Linked DNA regions of Columba livia: region 1 is linked to region 2. The links are chromatin contacts, called in public Hi-C maps. All regions are on one chromosome and are shown on one strand. The core of a region is the stretch at or near the end of the contact, and the rest is flanking DNA. Distances in the headings are between cores, read along the strand shown. Region 1 holds the start of RRS1 (ribosome biogenesis regulator 1 homolog). Region 2 holds the start of DNAJC5B (DnaJ heat shock protein family (Hsp40) member C5 beta).

Region 1 (2,700 bases), core at 20-2,519, 160 kb after region 2:
AGCGCATCTCTTCAAACAGCTGTCTTCAATTTTATCTGTAATTCCTGGTGAGAGTATGAAGCGTCCAAGAAAGGGAACGAAATATTAGCCAGCACATTGCCATCTTGTGGTAAACGGGAAAACTGCCTGTGCCATCAGACCTGGGCTTAAATGCATAGGGACTCTGTGCTCCGTGGTATATGGATCATACTCAGAACTGCTGAGATGGCGTTAGGAAATAGACTGCCTTAGTTTATTGAAAACTTCACTAACAATGGAAAAAACAAAGCCTTTACCATCGTTAGGGTTACAAAGTACAAGCTGTGATACTCTAGGATTTGAGAATCAGCTATTCGTCTTCATTTTACAAGGACGGCATTTTATTTTCATTCCAACAATATTGCTGTGGCATTATACTCTGGATAATTTCCATCACGTCCAACATCATGTAAAGGCAGAGATGCAATGTAACTTAGCAGAAAATTGTATCTAGAATAAAATCTCACATTACTTTCCCTGGCTACGGTTAAGTGCTATCACGAGCTTGTTTTTAGGACACCAAGCATCAGCTCAAAATATCATGGCCACACAAGCCAAATCACTGTATAGCTATAAAAGGATTCTTCCACAGCTCATTTGTTTAAAAATAGCACAGAGGTATCTTTGACCCAGCTGACCTTTGGGTGCACGCGGTATCACCCGATCACCTCACTTATCATTACGCCTGATGCAACATCTGCCAGGTGATCCTGCTTTCCAAACACTGTTCCTCCTCTCCCTTCTCTGCGGGGACAGTCGCCCTCCAGACCTGAGTCGATCTCTGTGGAGCTGGAACACAGCATGTGGATTTTGGTCCCACAACAAGCACTTACAGGTGCTGCTCCACAGCAATAAGAGTCAGACATAAACAGTAAGTTACCATAAAAACCCAAACCCACGACTGGAAATGTATTTTCCTGTTTCTCAGCCTCAGGCCTCCTCAGTGGCACACCAGCGCCAGGGAGGCCGCTCTTGCACCAGCTGCTCTTGGCCTTTGCCTCCCCTCTCCACACATTCTCCGCCGCGGCCCCACTCGTGACAGCGGCAGGAGCGGGCTCGGGGCCGCCCCGGCCCATACGCGACCCCAGCCCGAGGGTCAGTTCACTGGCAAGCGTCTGCCCCCAAGCCAGGGCGGCAGGCGCCTCCTGACAGGAACGAGAAGCGTGGACGGGCCGAACCCCTCCTCGCCGCGGACTACAGCTCCCGGCAGGCACCGCGCTGTCCCGGGCGCGGAGGCGCTGGTTCCGGCGCGCTGAACCGGAAAGGCTGCGCGGCAGCTCCAGGAGCGGCTCCCACGTGCGGAGCGCCGCCCGGCCCGGCCAGCCGCCGCCATGGCGGCCGTGCGGGTGGAGGACGTGCTGGCGGCCGCCGAGGAGCAGGAGGCGGAGAAGCGGCGGAGCGTCGCGGTGGAGAAGGAGCTGGAACTGGAGTTCGACCTGGGCAACCTGCTGGCGCTGGACCGGAACCCGCCGCCGGCGGCGGGGCTGCGCGGGGCCGGCCCGCGGCGGGAGGCGCAGCTGCGGGCGCTGGCCCGCGACAACACGCAGCTGCTGGTGGCCCGGCTCTGGGAGCTGCCGGCCGAGCGCGCCGGCGGGCCGGGGGGGCCGCTGGTGGCGCGGCTGCCCGAGCCCGCGTTCCGCTTGCCGCGGGAGAAGCCGCCGCCGCGCCCGCGGCCGCCCACCCGCTGGGAGCAGTTCGCGCGGCTGAAGGGCATCCGGCGGCGCAAGCGGACCGCGCTGGTGTGGGACGAGCAGGCCAAGGAGTGGCGGCGCCGCTGGGGCTACCGGCGGGCGGGCGGCGACCCGGCCCGCGCCTGGCTGGCGGAGGTGCCGGCGGGCGCAGACCCGGAGGAGGACCAGTTCGCCCGGCTGCGGCGGGAGAAGCGGGAGCGGGTGGCGCGCAACGAGCTGAACCGCCTGCGCAACCTGGCCCGCGCGCACCGCGCCGGGACCGCCGTCCCCGCCGCGCCCCTGCACCCCACCGGCCACCAGAGCCGGGAGGAGCTGGGCCACGTTGCCCGTGTCGCCCGCGTCTCCACCGCCTCGCTCGGCCGCTTCCAGCCCCGGCTGCCCAAGGAGCCGGCGGAGCCACCGTCCCGCAGCGGCGGCAGGAAGCGCCGCTTCGAGCCGCTTCTGGGCAACCTGGCCGCTGAGCGTGGCCGGCAGCTGGAGATGCTGCGGGACATGAACAGCAAGAAGCCGGTCCTCGACATCACCCGCGCCGTCAACAAGCAGCTGCGGCAGGAGGAAGCCGAGGCGGCCGCCGCCAAGGGCAAGAAGCAGTCGCAGCGAGGGAAGCGCGGCCGCCGGCGGCAGCACGTTGGCCGCAGTGGCAAGAAGAGCGGAGCCCGGCGGCAGCAGCGGCGGCCCACAGGCAGCAGCACCAGCGGCAGCAAGAGGAAGAAGGCGTGAGGGATGGATGGACTGCATGGGGCTGGGTATGCCCACTGAGGCACGGGAAGGGACTGTCACTGCCAGCCTCCTGCCTGGTGCTCTATTCCCACACCTGTTTGTCAATAAACACGCTCTGGCATTTCTAAAATGTCCTGCGTTTGGCTCTTGGCTGACAGCCCAGTAGTGCAACATTCTCTGCTCTGGCCTAGGGGAGCTGGTGGTGTTTCAAGGGGGGTCTGGAGCCCCAGCTCCCCCCAGTTTGAGGGTTTCACAGGGACAGCCAGCTGAT
Region 2 (2,700 bases), core at 2-2,501:
TTTTTCTTATGGCTGAGATTCCAACTCACTTTTAGGCTTTTTCTGTGATCGCCTCTCAACGTTTGGAGAAGGGTGCAACATACAAAGAAATAAAGAAGTTGTGGTGAGAGTTTTGTTGTGGCAAGTCTGCCATCAAAGATCTGCAGCTTTCTGTTATGAATGATAGTTATCTATACCTGGTGGTTTAAATTATGATTTGTATGAGTTTCTTCATGCCATATTTGGTTCTTCAAATCCAGAAGAATGAACTATGAACTGTAAGGAGGTACCAAAGCCACTCAGTGGAGAGTCACTTGTTTGTCTGCTTTGCCTCTATGATGAAAGAAGGAATAAAAGATCTGAAGTGGATTAAATCTGTCGGCCTGTGCTTAGCCTTTATTTGCACTATACTGTAAGGGCACCTTGTTAAATTTATCACAAGCTCATGAATTCAACCCAAAGTCTGGTATCTCAAATAAGATAGGACCCTGAACGGCGTCAGTATTTCCCATGCATAAGTTTGCAATAAAAGGTTACTTTTATAATAATGAGGTCAATTCTTAATATCTAGTCTCGTTGCCTAGGTCCAGATTCATCCTACCTGCACGTCTTGGGAATGTGGACATCCTGAGCACACTGTAGAGATAATAGGGAGAAAGTGCTTGATCAGTTTCCTCTGAGTAGGTATCTCTGTCTGTTGACAATATAAGGAGCCTAAGCTTCAAAATTAATCACTCAACTTAGTGATTAGTTGAGTAATTAAAATTGGTTAGGCTGAATCTGTGCCCTTGTGCTGAGAAAGCAAAAATTCACTGCTATGTTGCATTAGGTTATTCCCCACATCAAGAAGATGATAGCCTTAACAAATAGTGGAATTATTCTTCTAAGACTTAGGAAAGATAGTGTAAACAAACAGAAATAGAACCAAGTGGAAATACTATGTGCAGGCACTAATGTTGTAGGAAATTTAGCCATTAATTTCAGTGAAAGCAACATCAAGCCTTTAATATAAACAGTGATATCTAAGACAAGAACTTATGTTCTTTATTTTTTGTATTTCCATTTTTCTCAAGTAATTTTAAAATGTCTTAAGGGATGGAGGATCATTTAGAGAAGATTTTATTCTAGTTTCGATTTAGTGTATTTTTAACCTTTTACTACCTGATTAAAATCTATTAAAATGAACAATAAGAGATATTTTTCATATATACTTTCAGTCCTGCTATTTTAAATTCTATTTTACATTAACAGCTTTGGAAATGCAGTGCTAACATGGCTGAACAAAGGCAACGTGCTTTGTCAACCTCAGGAGAAGCATTATATGAAATCCTGGCCCTAGAGAAGGGAGCGACACATGATGACATTAAGAAGTCCTACAGGTATGTAAAACGTGCTTTGCAACATGCCTACAAAATGCCTGTGTGTCTAACAGTATTTTGATGGTAAAACCTTTTTAATTACCTGCACTGTGGACACTCATTGTTACGTTTTTTCACTGTGAGCCTGAAAAGAAACAGAGATAATACAAATTAAATCTATTAATTTCATCCCACAGGCAATCTGTATGCTTCCTCTAAAATGTTTTAATGTAGCTAAATGAGGGGTCAGACTGTTAAGATAAAATAACGCAGACTATGCTTGCGAAGCGTGGCCTTTGGATACAGCACCCAGTTCTTGTGTAAACATGTTTTCCTGAGGTATGTTGAGGAGTAAAACCAATGCAGAAAAGTTCTATAATAACGACTCAAGAACTAGAGTAAGAGACATAAGGCATTCAATCAGTTTATCTTGAGATAAAGAAGAAACCAAATAGATTATTTTCTTACAATGTGCAATATCTTTGAAGGAGAAAAAATGGTAGGTGTGATAGGGTTCTTCACATTACAAAGGCAAGCATAACCAAAAGCAGTGCTTGGAATCTAAAAGCAGTTTGAGCTGAAAAAGAGGTACCTGGTTTTCACAGTGAGCACAACCAACCATCAAAACACACTGGCACAGGAAACCGTAGGTTCTCTATTGAAAATTAAGAGAGGATTTTAAGATAAGTTTTGCTCAAACAAAAGTTATCAAACTGGTGAAAAGTATTTTATTATTGAAATGTAACAAGACCCAGAAATAAGACTAGAAGATTTTATGGGTCATTTTACTCTTAAGTCTGTTCTGCTGCTATTAAAAAAGAAAGAAATTTAAATGTCATGAGTAAAGTAGGTGTTCTTGACATTGAAGTAAGTCAGGCATGCACTTGCAGCTTTAATAAATATAGTAAAGCTTTTATTACAGCATCATTTTGGGTGTTGCTGGTCGCAATGTATTACCAGTCAAACTTTAATCCAGCTTGCTATTCCTCTCAAAGGCAAGAATATATTTGAACTAAAAAAGAAGTTATGAAATAAATCTGCTTGCATCGTTTAGTCTGAACTTTGTTGAGACTCTGTCCTCTGTGTTTTTGAACAAGTTGTATCTCTCCTGCTTTCTGTTCCTAAAGGCGTATATTCAAGGGAGGTGGGAGAAATAGTGAAGGTTCAAACTCTTCACACAATAGGAGGAAAACTATTGACATTTCCTGATTCTGTTGACTTGCATAATAATACCACTGGGGGATAAACTTACTACAGTATCAAATTCACTCATGACTTGCACCTTCTGTGTCCCTGTAGTATAGCTTGGCTGCAGAAACCATCTTCTATATCAAACCTCATGTTTTTCTGCTGTTTTTACATT

The links. A called contact is a pair of places that touch in the nucleus more often than the background predicts.
Region 1: a contact with region 2 is called in a Hi-C map of crop, with 6 times the contacts expected there. The contact joins the promoter of RRS1 here to the promoter of DNAJC5B in region 2.

The regions. Positions count from the first base shown.
Region 1 is chr2:126,203,153-126,205,852 of bColLiv1.pat.W.v2, forward strand. RRS1 (ribosome biogenesis regulator 1 homolog) reads left to right here and starts at 1,270. Exons shown (of 1, transcript XM_065053686.1): 1 at 1,270-2,559. The coding sequence starts at 1,350. The coding sequence ends at 2,429.
Region 2 is chr2:126,039,905-126,042,604 of bColLiv1.pat.W.v2, forward strand. It overlaps DNAJC5B (DnaJ heat shock protein family (Hsp40) member C5 beta), which reads left to right and starts at 1,252. Exons shown (of 4, transcript XM_065053678.1): 1 at 1,252-1,358. The coding sequence starts at 1,252.